Linked DNA regions of Mus musculus: region 1 is linked to region 2. The links are chromatin contacts, called in public capture Hi-C maps. All regions are on one chromosome and are shown on one strand. The core of a region is the stretch at or near the end of the contact, and the rest is flanking DNA. Distances in the headings are between cores, read along the strand shown.

What was found. Capture Hi-C pulls out chosen DNA fragments and counts their contacts.
Region 1: a capture Hi-C map of embryonic stem cells shows a contact between it and region 2, with 2.1 times the contacts expected there. The contact joins the promoter of Srl here to the promoter of Dnase1 in region 2. A contact is called at or near these places in 1 of 39 promoter capture datasets (liver), 1 of 484 Hi-C or Micro-C datasets (embryonic stem cells) and 2 of 9 other capture datasets (adipose tissue and embryonic stem cells).

The regions. Positions count from the first base shown.
Region 1 is chr16:4,519,527-4,526,944 of GRCm38.p6, forward strand. It overlaps Srl (sarcalumenin), which reads right to left and starts at 3,540. Exons shown (of 7, transcript NM_175347.6): 1 at 3,467-3,540. The coding sequence starts at 3,527.
Region 2 is chr16:4,033,679-4,040,572 of GRCm38.p6, forward strand. Dnase1 (deoxyribonuclease I) reads left to right here and starts at 3,358. Exons shown (of 10, transcript NM_001357143.1): 1 at 3,358-3,496; 2 at 3,630-3,756; 3 at 3,872-4,019; 4 at 4,276-4,364; 5 at 4,509-4,592; 6 at 4,838-4,953; 7 at 5,265-5,377; 8 at 5,452-5,606; 9 at 5,867-5,963; 10 at 6,134-6,346. The coding sequence starts at 3,873. The coding sequence ends at 6,187. It overlaps Trap1 (TNF receptor-associated protein 1), which reads right to left. Exons shown (of 18, transcript NM_026508.2): 17 at 6,681-6,753; 18 at 6,299-6,546. The coding sequence ends at 6,445.

The DNA.
Region 1 (7,418 bases), core at 2,290-4,789, 490 kb after region 2:
TGCTTTCTCAAATCTCCATTATGATAGTATCTTATCAGCCCAGTGTATGTGTATGAAGGAAGCTGTCTTTTTCCTTCCTTCTAGACGAAAAGTATGCCAAAAATTTCTTCCCTATTCCCTTAATACCATACTTTAAAAACAGCAGGCACAGCCGGGCGTGGTGGCGCACGCCTTTAATCCCAGCACTTGGGAGGCAGAGGCAGGTGGATTTCTGAGTTCGAGGCCAGCCTGGTCTACAAAGTGAGTGCCAGGACAGCCAGGGCTACACAGAGAAACCCTATCTCGAAAAAAACAAAAAAAAAAAAAACAAAACAAAAAAAAAAAACAAAACAGCAGGCACAATAAATATTGAATGACTTTATAAAATGATGAATTATTTCAAGCTATGTGAATGAATGGCTTCAAGTCCTCGAGCAACACTCCACGCTAGGCTTGGATTTGGGCTTAGACTAGAGAATGTGCCCATCTCCAGAGCCACAGACCCTGTTCTGTACAGCATACTCTCCCAGCTGTCACCTTCATTCCAGCCAACAAGTACCTCATCCCCCTCTTAGGCAGAGCCAGCAGCAAAAGCAGCCATCTTGTCTTCCATTTGTGTCCACAGGAGTTGGGTCCTTCTCAACCTACATTCACAAGCAGACACCAAAGGCCAGTTGGTTGCAACTGGCCTTCCTTCTCTTCACCTTTCCCAGGGGCTAAGTGGACAAAGGCACAGAGAAAGAAGAAAAGAGATCTGAGCTCTGGTTCTGACTGGCCAGGAACTAGTTATTTGGCCTTCACTGTAACATATGGTATTCACTGTAACATATAAGGGGCGAAAACAGAATTTCCCAACTATGGTTCTCATGCCACTAGGGAAAGGGCTGAAGCCATAAGCACATCCTGGCACTGCACTTCACAGGCTCCCGATGGAAAGTGGGGAGACAAGATGTACCCTGTGAGCTTGTCCAGCTTTCACAAGCTAGACAAGGGGACATCACTTTGGGAACTAGAAAGGTTTCTAAAGTCGGCTCTCCCTGGAGCCCCGACTTCACTCCTCTTAAAGCCCCCCAGCAGAAGACAGTAGCAGCTGGACTGCCCTGTGGAGGAGGCAGAAAGGAAGTTTCCCTCTCCATATACAGCCTTACAGTAAAGAGGAGGCAACCTGTGCCCTCAGGGAACGAAATGGACACATCACCCTGGGCCTGTAGAAGTGCACCCCCAGCACACACCAATTTCTTACGGTGGAATGGGGGGTCAAAGGATCTGAAGCAACAGTCTCAGAAACGTCCTGGGCGGCCTTGTCCACGCCCCCCTTTCACATGCATCCACAGTCCTCTGCCAGGCAGGCAGGGGAGGGACACGGTTCCCAGAGGAGTGCTAACAGCACTGGGACTTGTGCTTCTGTCCCTGACTGGGAAGGTCCTTTCACTTCACCAAGTTTTTCTTTCCTTCACTATCCAATAAAAACATTCATTAAATCATCTCTGGAGTTCTTGATGAGACCTCTCTTCCAGGTCCTTAGACCAGGGAGAGAACTCGGGTAATTATAAAGAACTCGGGGTAGCTGGACGAGGGAAGGGACCAGAGGTGTCTGGTGACAGGAGCCTATGGCTGCTCCCAAGTTCTGGTGTAGGTACTTGTGACTAATGCCTAGGGAAACAGGGATGCTGGGTGTCCTAATGAGAAGAGGCAATTGGGACCTCAGAGTCAACCACCCAGTCTAGAGGAACCATAGAAGCAATGTGGGAAAGATAAGATAGGATGTGTTCCAGGGTTCCTATCTTTGAAAGTGAGGGTAGAGCTAGAGAAGACATTGGCTTCTTCTAGCCCAGGGAGATAAATGACGACCGGAGGAAAAATGGAGACAGGAGTTCAGCTACAAGGTAGTGACCTTTAGCCAGGATGGCAAGTTCTGGGGGAAATTCAACCACTAGCAAAGACTGCTGTTCTAGGGGTATGGGGAAAGCATCAGGTGTCTTGTAACCTCCCACTGAGTTGAAGCAGCAGCCACCTCGGGGTACACAATCTACAACTGGGCAGAGTAGTGGTAACTGAAGTAGAACAAGCAGGCAGGGGGATTTGAGACAGGCAAGAGCAAGCTCACACTCCTGGGTACAAAAAGAAACAGCCTAGAAAAACTTTGATATGAATCACATGCCTCTTTCCCATAGCAAGAGCTCTGAACATAGCCTTCAGAATAGTCTAGAAATCCTGTCCCCTTTATACAAAGAAAGAAAAAAAATTTAAATGTCCCTAAAAGGACAGAAATTCCTGGGGCTTTGCTGTGTGGTAGCTTCAAGGTGGCAGCTGGGGCTGGAGCAGCAGAGGAGGGGCTGGGAAGAGGAGAGGGTGGCAGTGGCTTCGGGCTCAGGATCCAATTACAGGACTGTTTCCATACTTAGCCACCTGACAGCCGCTTGGAATACTCACCACTCTAGCCACCACAGCCCCATGGAGACCAAATTAACTCAAGGGCAGACAAGGGCAGGGCCCAACAGCAAGCCCAATGGCCCAGAGCACCCAGCCTTACCTCTCACACCCCCAAAGAATGGCTTTTGTTCCTCATATGCCTATCCTCTCACTGGACTGCACCTCTGTCACTCCAGTCCCTGAGACAGAACCTTAAAGGTCTAAAACAAGGACCCAGAAATCTCACAAAGATGAAGTACCAGCATAAAAGACAGACCAGGGTGTCCTAGATCCCTAGGGGGAATCTTAGAGCACCTCCCCTAAGAATCCCCAAGGGGAAGCCAGTCTTGGGAGTCTTAAGAACAAGAGAGGTGGCAAAATGATCGGTGTCCCCTCCGCAGACTATAAATAACCCCCATGCTGCAACCCAAGCCACCACCTCTGCCACACAAAATGTTGAGATGCCAAAGGAGAGCCATGGTGTGCAGAGCTGAGCCCCCTTCTGGAGGAAAGACCCTGCCCCTCGGAAGGCTCTCCTCCATTCCCCTCCACATTCTGTCCAGTTGCTTCCAACACAGTCACCAGTTCTCAGCTTTCCATTCAGTTCTACCCTATCCCAGTTCCAACTCTGTCCCACTGTTCATAAAATGATTCTCAGCTTTGTCTGCAGTGTCCCACTCTGTCCATGGACATGCAGACCTAAGTCACTAGCTAAAACAAAGTCTCTGTCCTATCTCCCACCAAGATGGTAACTCAGACAACCTCCAGCTCCAAGAGTATGTATTTTTATCCATCTCAGAGATTCCTCTATGCCTGACTCCGGAGGGTCCTCTCTCCAGCATGTTTCTCTCTGAACCTGGTCTAGACCTCAGAACCATTTGCTCTGATTTCTTCTTAGAACCCCTCACTGGCTCCCACTTCTCTCTAGCACCTCATCCTCTGTGTCCCGGGCCCCTGAGAGAAGGGCAGTTATACGAGCTAGATGCAAAGTTCTGCCATCAGCCCAGCCCCCCACTCGGATAAAAACTTGGGCACATTAGGGGCCCAATGGAAGCCATTTGTGCAGGGGGCGTACCTGCTTGTCCTGAAAGCAGCAGGGAGGCCAGGAAACAGCAGAGCAGGAGCAGCGCCTTCATGGTGACTGCCAAGAGAGCCCAGCTGCTCCTCGCCTCTATTTATATGGTGGGTGCAAGCAGGCACGGCAGGAGGTGGAGGGCGGGGGAGAAGGGTCACACAGTCACTAGGGCAACTGGGCAAACACGATGGGAAAGAAGCCCAGACCCCCAAGGGCTACTGTGGGTGTTGTCCTAGGCTCCAAGCAGAGAAGCAGAGCCCAGTAGTGGCCTCTCCCAACATGCCCAGGGTTATTTAGTTCAGGGTAGGGGAGAAGGGGCTAAAGATGGCCCTTGGGCTAAGGTCCAGGAGTTAGGAACTTGAGTCTTCCTAGAATATTTGCTACCTTGACCTAAAGTCTCAGATAGGTCAAGGACCTGGAAATGCCTACAAATGAAGGACTATAGGCCAAATGGAAACCAATCCTAGTTGATAGTCCCTGATCTGCAATCTAGCAAATAGGAAAACCCACGACATCTGACCTTTGAGGTCGACGACTACGAGCTTGTCCTTCCAGGGCCTCTGTACAGAGAATGCTGAGCAGAGGGAAAAAGGGGACTCAGAGAATCGCCTGAATGACATGATGTCAGTTGGAGGTGGAGAGGCAGGTCCATTTCCAGTGGGCAGGGCCTCCTGAATGTTCAGTCACCTCTACAAAGTGCTTTTTGATGCATTCTTCCTCTGGGCTTGTGGTAGCCCTGAGAGCCAGCTATAGGACAGCAGATGTCGGCTTGTCTGGCTAGGGGATAGTGTCACCAGGAAGGGAGGAGGCAGCAACTGGCCACGGAGTAAATGAACTAAAAGCAAACTGGGCACCTGTTCTGTGCTGGGAACTTTACAGTTCTCAAAGCTTGGTTTTATGGTACTGGAAATTAAACACAGGGCTTAGGCCAGAACACTCTGCCACAAAATCATGTCCCTAGCCCATGTGCTTCCCATACTTAGTGCAGCTTTATTGATATACAATCAACAAAAAATATGCTACATAGGGTTTCTTGTTTTTGTTTTTCTTGAGTCAGGGTTTCTCTGTGCAGCCTGGCTGTCCTGGAGCTCACTCTGTACACCAGGCTGGCCTCGACTCAAGGATTCTCCTGCCTCTGCCTCCTGAGTGCTGGGACCAAAGGTGTGTGCCACCATGCCTTGTACACCACACCTATCTAAAGGGTACAAACTGGTAAAATTTAACCAATGTCTGCAATCTCTTATATACCAGCACAATCAAGAAAATGAGCAGATCCCTCCGCTACAGTCTGGCAACCTTTAATCTGCTTGCTGTCGATACACGTTAGTCTGCATTTCCCAGCTATCAGTGGCCTTTATCTGCTTCCTTTCACTCAGCACAATTATTTTCAGATTTATTCATTCTATCAATAGCCTATCCTTTTTCTTTTTTCTTTTTTTTTCTTTTGGTTTTGCTTTTGGCTTTTTGAGACAGAGTTTCTCTGTATAGCCCTGGCTGTCCTAGAACTCACTTTGTAGACCAGGCTGGCCTCAAACTCAGAAATCCGCCTGCCTCTACCTCTAGAGTGCTGGGATTAAAGGTGTGTACCACCACGCCTGGCTGCCTATCCCTTTTTTTTCCCCCAATTTTCTTCATTTACATTTCAAATGCTATCCCGAAAGCCCCCCCATACCCTCCCCCCCCCACTCTCCTACCCACCCACTCCCACTTCTTGGCCCTGGCATTCCCCTGTACTGAGGCATATAAAGTTTGCAAGACCAAGGGGCCTCTCTTCTCAACAATGGCCAACTAGGCCATCTTTTGATACATATGCAGCTAGAGACAAGAGCTCCGGGGTACTGGTTAGTTCATATTGTTGTTCCACCTATAGGGTTGCAGTTCCCTTTAGCTCCTTGAGTGCTTTCTCTAGCTCCTCCATTGGGGGCCCTGTGATCCATCCAATAGCTGACTGTGAACATCCACTTCTGTGTTTGCTAGGCCCTGGCATAGTCTCACAAGAGACAGCTGTATCAGGGTCCTTTCAGCAAAATCTTGCTAGCGTATGCAATGGTGTCAGCGTTTGGAGGCTGATTATAGGATGGATGCCTATTCCTTTTTATCAGTGAATAGTCATCCATTGTAGGAACAAACCACAATTGGTTATCCACTCACCTGCTGATGGACATGTGGGTTGTTTCCAAAATTAAACCATTAAAAGTAAAGTTGTTATGAATATCTGAAGGTATAGCAATGTACAGACAGAAGCTTTTTCTCTTGTGTAAATGCCTAGGAGTGAAAACGTTGAGTCATATGATATCTGCTTAAACTTTTCCCAAGGCGATTGTACTATTTTATGTTCCCAAAAGCTCACTTGTTTCAGTCCCCACGCAGCCTAACCTGATACAGTTGGTACATGCTGTCCTGGGGATGGAACTCAAGGCCTTCCATGTCCTAGCCAAGAAGTCCATCACTGAGTACGCCTCAGCCCTTACCTTCAGGCTCTTTAGATGTACTTGTGGGGCTCACTGCAGGATTTATTTCTTAAACAGTTTTCGTGTGTGTATGTGTGTGTGTGTGTGTGTGTGCACGCGCATGTTATGGTGCACACAAAGGCTAGAAGAGACTTCTATCCTTTCACCACCCAGCTTCTGGGAACTGCGCTCAGGCCAACAGGCTTGGAGGCAAGTGCCTTTACCCTCTGGGCCATCTCATCTCATTCAGTCTTGACTTCCACTTCCCTAAAGCTAATAATATTAACGTCTTCACTTGTCTACTACCTATTTTTTGGTATATTTTTTATTAAATGCCTGCTTAAATCTTTTGTCCACTTATTATGAGATGTTTTGTTCAGTTTTGATCCTTACATAAATCCTTTATCAGATATCTGACTTGCAAATGTCCTTTCCAAGTCTGTAGCTTGTCATTCCATTCCCTTAAATGCCTTTCAAGGAACTGAAGTTCTTGCTTTTTATCAAATACCATTTATCAGTTGTTCTTGTATGTCTAGGTTTTTACCTAAAAAATGGTTTCTGATCTAAAAACTGCCTCAAAGTCAGACTTTCATTGATAATTTCTTTCTCTCTGTGAGACAGGGCCTTATATGTAGCCCTGTCTGTACTAGAACTCTCTATATACACCATGCCAGCCTTGAACTCAGAGATCTACCCGTTTCTGCTTCCCAAGTGCCCAGTGATTTATTAATATTTTGTGTATGAATGCTTTGCCTACATGCATGTTGAGTATATAGCATGTGTACCTGGTACCTGTGGAAGCTAGAACGGGGTACTGAATTCCTGGAAACTGGAGTTGTAGATGCTTGTGAACCACCATGTACACGCTAGAAACCAAACCAAGGGCTTCTGTAAAAGCAACTTTTATTCACCTGATAGAATTGTCATCTCCAAGGCTTACTGCCTCAGGCTGCTAACTTAGGCCTAGTCTGTAATGCTGTTGTCTGTGGAGATCAGAGGTCAGATGGCAATTTATAGCAGGTGGTTCTCTTCATCCATCATGTAAGTTTCAGAGATCAAAATCAAGGTGTGAGGCACCTAACACCCCTGGAACATCTTAATGGCTCCCAATTCAAGGTTCAATATAATAAACTATAAAATCAAAATTTTAATTTTGTATAATACATCAACAAAATTAATAGGGAAACTGGATTATCATGATCAGAGTTATTACAGAGGGCATACAGTTCTGATAGGGCAATAATGAAGAAGTATTTCTTTAAGAAGCAGTCCTCTTAAAATAACATGGGACTACAATACTTTAATATGTTCAGGATACATTAAATGCACAATTGTGACTGACTGCAAACTGACACTTAGTATGCTTTCTATTACAGGATATAAAACTACCCCTGCAATGGAATATTAAATTAATACACAGCAGCAAGTGGAGCCTATCCATTAAAAGCCCAAAGGTATAAGAACTTTACCTTCCTTTCAACGTGGTCAGCAATTCACTTCAC
Region 2 (6,894 bases), core at 2,108-4,607:
TTTTGTTGTTTTTTATTTTTTTTGTGTGTGTCAAGACAGGGTCTCACTATGTAACTCTGTATGTCATGAAACTATATAGCCTAAGCTGGTTTGAAACTCAGAGGAATTCCTACCTCTGCCTTCTGAATGCTGAGATTAAAGGTGTGCACCACCATGCATATTTTAAATTTTGTATGCATTTACTATGTGCATGGGTGTGCCAAAGCATGCGTGTCAAAGGACAACTTAAAGGCGTGGCTCTCTCCACCGCTTGGAGCCTAAGGACTAAGCTCAGGTCATCAGGGCAACAGCACTTAACCACTGACCCATCTCACTGACCCACATGTAAAATCTAAAGAAAAACTTCATTTTTAACCATAATTATTCCTGGGATATGTTCACTTGCAAGAGACTTTGAAACTGCCATCCTTGCCTTGGTCTACATCAAATTTCACAGTAATGTTTTCTCAGAAGCTGCCACAGCAGTGGCCACACAGATAAGATACAGAATACTATAGAAAGAGATAACGCAGTCATGTTGTGTCTGACATGCAGACATGCGTACTTCACCACTCGCTGAGTTACTTTGTGCTCCTTCTTTGTGTGAGGGCAGTGAAGCACCGGCTGTGGCCTGCCCCACCGTGGCCTGCCCTACCATGACCTGCCCCACTGGGATCACTTGTTTTGGTCACAGTCCTTAAGAGGATTTTCTTCCATATCCTTTGACTTGGCTCACACTTTAATAATCTATTGCTATTCGTTACTTCCCCATTTGGTATCTGTGACAAGAGCAATTTAAAGAGAACATTGTAAATAATCAGAGCTGACCTTTAAAAAGCTCACCTGATCCGTAAAAGTGGCCAGTGTTCCTTATGGTCACTGGCTGTCAGCACATACTTCCTTGTTGATCTGACTGAAAACTCCAGAAGCACTCAGCTGCTTCTACCTTCCTGGTTCTTGTACCTCCAGAGTGTGCTCCTGGTCCTACTGTTGATGTTCGGCATGGTAGAGACAGCATCTAGATGTAAGAGCATCACATCACTGTTTCTCTAGTGGGGTTTCCACTTCCCCCTTTTTGTCCTAGTGCAGTTCAGGGATAAGACACCCCTCCTGGCTATACACAGAAAAGAATGACTTGCTCTGCACACTGAGCTTGGAGGCCACTGACTGCGCAGCAGTAGCTGACACAAGAAGAAAAGGAAAACAAGAGAGAAAGGGGAGGCTGTGTAGCATCCAGAGGCTTTCCTTCTAAGAGGAGTAAACTCTATTTAGACTTGCAAGTCCTGTGTCCACTGATCTTCCAACCACAGAGCAGGACAAGAATCCTTACTCCAAATGAATGTAACCTAGCTGGGTGTCTCCCAGGGAGCCCAGGTGAGGGGCCACCATGTGCAACTGGGGCTCAGGACCCAGCTGCTGCCGAAGGAAGACCTAAGCCCTAACCTTTCTGTTGGCTGGAAGGAAAGTAGGGGTACCTAGGAGCTCCCAGGAGCAGGGAGTTAATGGCAGGCTTGCCAGTACCCTTAGCTACCAGATGCTGAGAAACAGAGGAGTGGGGCCCTCTGCCAAAGTCATTCGTGTCAGATCTTACTGATGCTTCTGTGTCTAGCTGCCTGGTGTCAGCCACCTTTCTTTGCACATTGGTCTGCTCCCATTCCTACCACAACCTCTCAAATGTGTGACCAAGGTAGAAAAATATGAGTTGTGCTCAGCCACCAGGTGCCCCAGCTACTTGCTGGGTGGGTGAGAACTGGGCGAGCACTGACACACTCCCGTCTATCACAACCTCAGCTGAAGCATGGTCATGCAGAGCTCTGAAAAGACTTACATGGGGCTGGAGTGGTTTGCTGCCAAGCACCTAACAACTAGCCTGTAAACTCTGCACAAAATTCCAGAACGTGCAAGGTGGAGGCAGGAGGATCAGAATATGAAGATGGGGTTTCTGGTAGCTGGAGAGGCAGGTGGGTGATTGGATCTCTGACTTGTGCATGTGAGACACACAGGAGATGTGCTCCAGTGCCACTGTGACACTGTCTTCCCCAAGGTGTCTTTACTTTTCGTATGCTATGTTAATTTTTTCTAGTCCTGCATAACAGGTGCCTTGGCCAGCTGGCAGGTACTTTGCTGACCTTGGCCTCTTTCCGACTCCTGACCTCTAGGCTGTCCTGCTTCTGGATATATCCAACCTCTTGTAGCTGCCTGTTCTATTTGCTACTTCCAATTCTCTCTGGGCATAAAAGCTCTTCCTTCATCAGGAAGGTTCAGTCTCTAGAACATGTTTGTGTTGTCCTTGGAAAGCCAAAATCCCTTCAGCATAGAGCTTCTGATGGAGGGATAAATGGTACCCCAAAAGATGTCCACACCCTAATACTTGGCAAAAGAGAACTTTGTGGGAACTGGGAAGATGGCTCAGTTGGTAAAGTGTTCACTAGAAGTGTAAGGGCTGGAGTCAGATCTGCAGCTCTCGTTTAAGACTAGTATGACAGCAGGAGCTTGTAATCCCAGCACTAGGAGGCAGACACAGGGTGATTCGGGGCCTTGCTGGCCAGTCCATCTGGCCAATTTGCTGAGCTCTAGATTTAGTGAGAAACCCTGTCTCAAAAACTAAGGTAGAGAGTGATAGAGGAAGATACGTGTATCAACCTCTGGCCTCCATGTGCAGTTTAGGGGAGAGGACCAAGGAAGGATAGGACTAGGGTGAGATGGGACATTATCCTGTCCACATCCAAGAGGAACATAATGCAGTTCCATCATCAGAGAAAGGGAGAGCTGCCCCAAGAGTCTTCCCCTAGAGTGGGGTGCATATGGCCCTTGCACACACCTGGGTTTTGAACCTCTGACTACACAGCTTTCAGGAAATTGTGGTAGCTTGTTAAAGAGCCCTAGGGGATAAACACAAATGAACTATCAAGGATTGAAAAAAATGGCAAGACCCACCCCTGAGTTACTCTGTCTTGTGATGTAGATACTTGGGGATCCCTTGAGCTCCTTGTTTCCTCAGGAAGAATTTCTATCGCCCAGCATTTCCCACCTGGAGCCTCTAGCATCTCAATGACTTTGGAGGTGGGGGTTCCTTAACCACAGAGCAGAGCAGCTGTCTTGAGAGTCCATGGTGAACATGTCAGTGTCTGAAATTTGCTTTTGGCTACAAGGTGACATTAACCCCCTAGACCAGACATAAGTAGATGAGCTAATGCAGCCAGCCCTGCCTCCAATTCCTACGACCCACCCCTGGTAGTGAGGGCAGGATGGGCAAAGGACACAAGGTTTTATAACCATGCACAAACACGTTATCAGACTGTTTTTACAGTAAGAGGCACCTTGTCTGTTGATGTCAGCACGTGCTATCAGCCTGCCCAGGGCCCAATGGGATGGCCACACAGGCAGCCCTATTGTTCTGTGCTCTTGGGTGAAGGGTACACATGCGCCCTGGGGAGGTCAATACTGCCTGAACCTTTAAAACTGGCAGAGCAAGGCAGGTTGGCATTGCCTGGACAGCGACCCTGAGAGCTAGCAGGTCTGTAATTCCACACTGCTTTTTGGTTTTTTCCTTTATACATTTTGTAAAAAGAATCTTCCTTTAAAAGCAAAAGAAGAAATATATATCAGAATTTTCCAGGTTAGTATCAGAATTCTCATCATCTCTGTAGACATCTCTGTGAGTGTCAGGTGTTGAGTGAACTCACCTTGTTCATCCAGTTCCAGTGCAGACTCGGGGGCTCATCATACAGAGCAGGTCTGTTCTGACTGCTGCAGCCGTCTCAGATTGGCTTTCAGGTAAGTACAGGGGAAGGACTGAGGGCCTCCCACTGGCTCAGCACAAGCTAGGCTTTAGTCTTTGATGGGGATGGGAGCTTCACTGCTTCTTTGTCCTGACCATTCAATCTCACAGGATGCGGTACACAGGGCTAATGGGAACACTGCTCACCTTGGTCAACCTGCTGCAGCTGGCTGGGACTCTGAGAATTGCAGCCTTCAACATTCGGACTTTTGGGGAGACTAAGATGTCCAATGCTACCCTCTCTGTATACTTTGTGAAAGTAAGTCCACTGTGGCCAGAGTCTGAGAGCAGGCGTGCTATCAGGGAAGCTAGAGACCACAGTGAACCTGAGGCCTTACCATAGCTGGGTGGATGTCAGCCCAGATTACGGTCCACACCGTCCATGGCTGGCAGGAGAGCTGTGTGGAAGGAAGAGCAGCAGCTGCAGCTCTGGCTCTCTGAGGTTCCTGGGAGGGACAAAGTCTGAGGTCTTGAGCTGCTGATCCAGCCCTGCCTACCCAGCCTGTTACCCGCAGATCCTGAGTCGCTATGACATCGCTGTTATCCAAGAGGTCAGAGACTCCCACCTGGTTGCTGTTGGGAAGCTCCTGGATGAACTCAATCGGTGGGTGACAGTACTGGAGTCCTAGAGTATAATGACAACCATTTACAGTCTCACGCCCTCTGTGCTCTATTGTTGGAGCCCTGCTATCAGATGCCAGGAGGCTCCCTCTATGGTGAAAAAGTACCTTTGGTTTCCTTTATCCAGGGACAAACCTGACACCTACCGCTATGTAGTCAGTGAGCCGCTGGGCCGCAAAAGCTACAAGGAACAGTACCTTTTTGTGTACAGGTAAAGCCCTATGCTGCCAAAGCCTGAGAATAAACTCAGGGATGTGCAGGCCTCAAAGCTGTGCCAAAGAGGATGAGAGTGGTTTGGAGGGCCAGGTGACCCTCTTTTACTTGGGAGGTCCTTATAGAGTAGGGGTAGCAATGTATATTACAGGACTTCAGGATAAGGTTCTGGCTGGGTGGGTATCCATCTACTCAGGTAGCTCTCACAGCCCCAGAGTCACCTCTTGTCTTGTCTTTCTCTAGGCCTGACCAGGTGTCTATTCTGGACAGCTATCAATATGATGATGGCTGTGAACCCTGTGGAAATGACACCTTCAGCAGAGAGCCAGCCATTGTTAAGTTCTTTTCCCCATACACTGGTGAGTGCTACTGGGCTTCACTGTCAGCCCTGCCTAGGCCACGATGGAGTCACAGCTTACAACTCCCATCCAGACCTCTAGAAGCCTGTGGCTGGCAGGGCTGCCCCCACATTCCCTCAGGGAACTCCCAGTGCTCTGAATTTACATTCAACTACAAGGACAATATCTAGCCTGTGGGAGACTGTCCCATATCTTCACCTCTGCTCGAAGCTAAAACCACTCTGCATAAGGGCCCCAGTGTAACCTCAGACCAGACCCAATCCAGGCTGGTCTCTGGACACCATGTCCATAGCATGTCTGCTTTTCCTCAGAGGTCCAAGAATTTGCGATCGTGCCCTTGCATGCAGCCCCAACAGAAGCTGTGAGTGAGATCGACGCCCTCTACGATGTTTACCTAGATGTCTGGCAAAAGTGGGGCCTGGAGGTGAGACCATCCTAGGGACAATGGGTTCTATTGGCCCTGTTTGTCCCTGGACCAACAGGCATGTCTGCTGGTAGGACATCATGTTCATGGGAGACTTCAATGCTGGCTGCAGCTACGTCACTTCCTCCCAGTGGTCCTCCATTCGCCTTCGGACAAGCCCCATCTTCCAGTGGCTGATCCCTGACAGTGCGGACACCACAGTCACATCAACACACTGTGCTTATGACAGGTGAGCAGCCCCAAAGCCAAACCAAGCCTTCACTCGCCTTCTCCTACTCAAGAGGCAGGAGCTCTCCTTCTTACAGACTCCTAGTTTTCTTGTCAGAGTGGCTACCAGCAGGTGGGGTTCCATCTGGGCAGCTTACATGTTAGTTCCTGCTAGTGCAGGGCCTTCTCTTGGTACTCCTGGGTGTAGCACATTTGGAGCCTGGGGTCAGCAAACTCTATGTGGGAAAGAGGAGAGGGACCTTCTTCTTTGATATCCTACAGGATTGTGGTTGCTGGAGCTCTGCTCCAGGCTGCTGTTGTTCCCAACTCGGCTGTTCCTTTTGATTTCCAAGCAGAATACGGACTTTCCAACCAGCTGGTATGTGTCCTCTCTCTTGTGTGGTTTAGGTTAGCCTGGAGCCAAGCAGGAGCTACTGTTTCCATACTAGATGTGGGTGGAGGCAGTTCAGGCCAGGAGCAGGCTTTCTACCTGCTTACCCTCTGTGGTATAGAGGACCTTGCTCTGACCCCACCTCCCTGCCTCTGTAGGCTGAAGCCATCAGTGACCATTACCCAGTGGAGGTGACACTCAGAAAAATCTGATGTCATTGAGCAGTTCAGCCATACTGCTTCTGGTGAGGAAGAATCCACTTCAACTCTATTTGGTACTACAGCATTCCACCATCTCAGAACAGAGAAAACGTCTGCCACGGGGACTAAGAAATACTGTTTAATTGAAGTAAATAAAGCTGAGCTCAAGCAGTTGGTGGCACTGTTTGTGTATTAAGTCCTGCCTCCCCAGGCAGGTCCATTATCACCCGAGAAGACCTGGGTTGACACTAAATCCAGTGTCTTGGCTGTCAGTGTTTCTCCAGGACCTTGACCAAAAGGTCGTTCAGGCGGCCGACCATGGCCCGGGGGTCATCAACGAGTCCTGCTGCTATCATGGCATTCTCATAGATCTGAAACACAGGGATGGCATAGTAAAATCAGGATCAGGGGCTCATGTCCAGCCTGACCTACGCCTGACCCTCAGGAAGAGAGCAGCTTTGTACCCCCAAGGCAGAAAAGGATGCCAAACCCAGTCAGTCCTCACCTGATCCACGAGCAGCTGGGCCAGCTCCGGCTCGCTCTCCCTCAGCTGGCAGAGCTTCTTTATCAGTGTGTGCCTGCACCAGGAAGCCAACAGAGATCAGCTCAGGCTGCGTGTTACCAACCTGGGCTTCTGCTGTTACATGAGGATCATTAGAACATAAAAAAAAACTGCAATGTAGCTGTTGAGCATGAAAAATACCCTGATGTTATAAGTC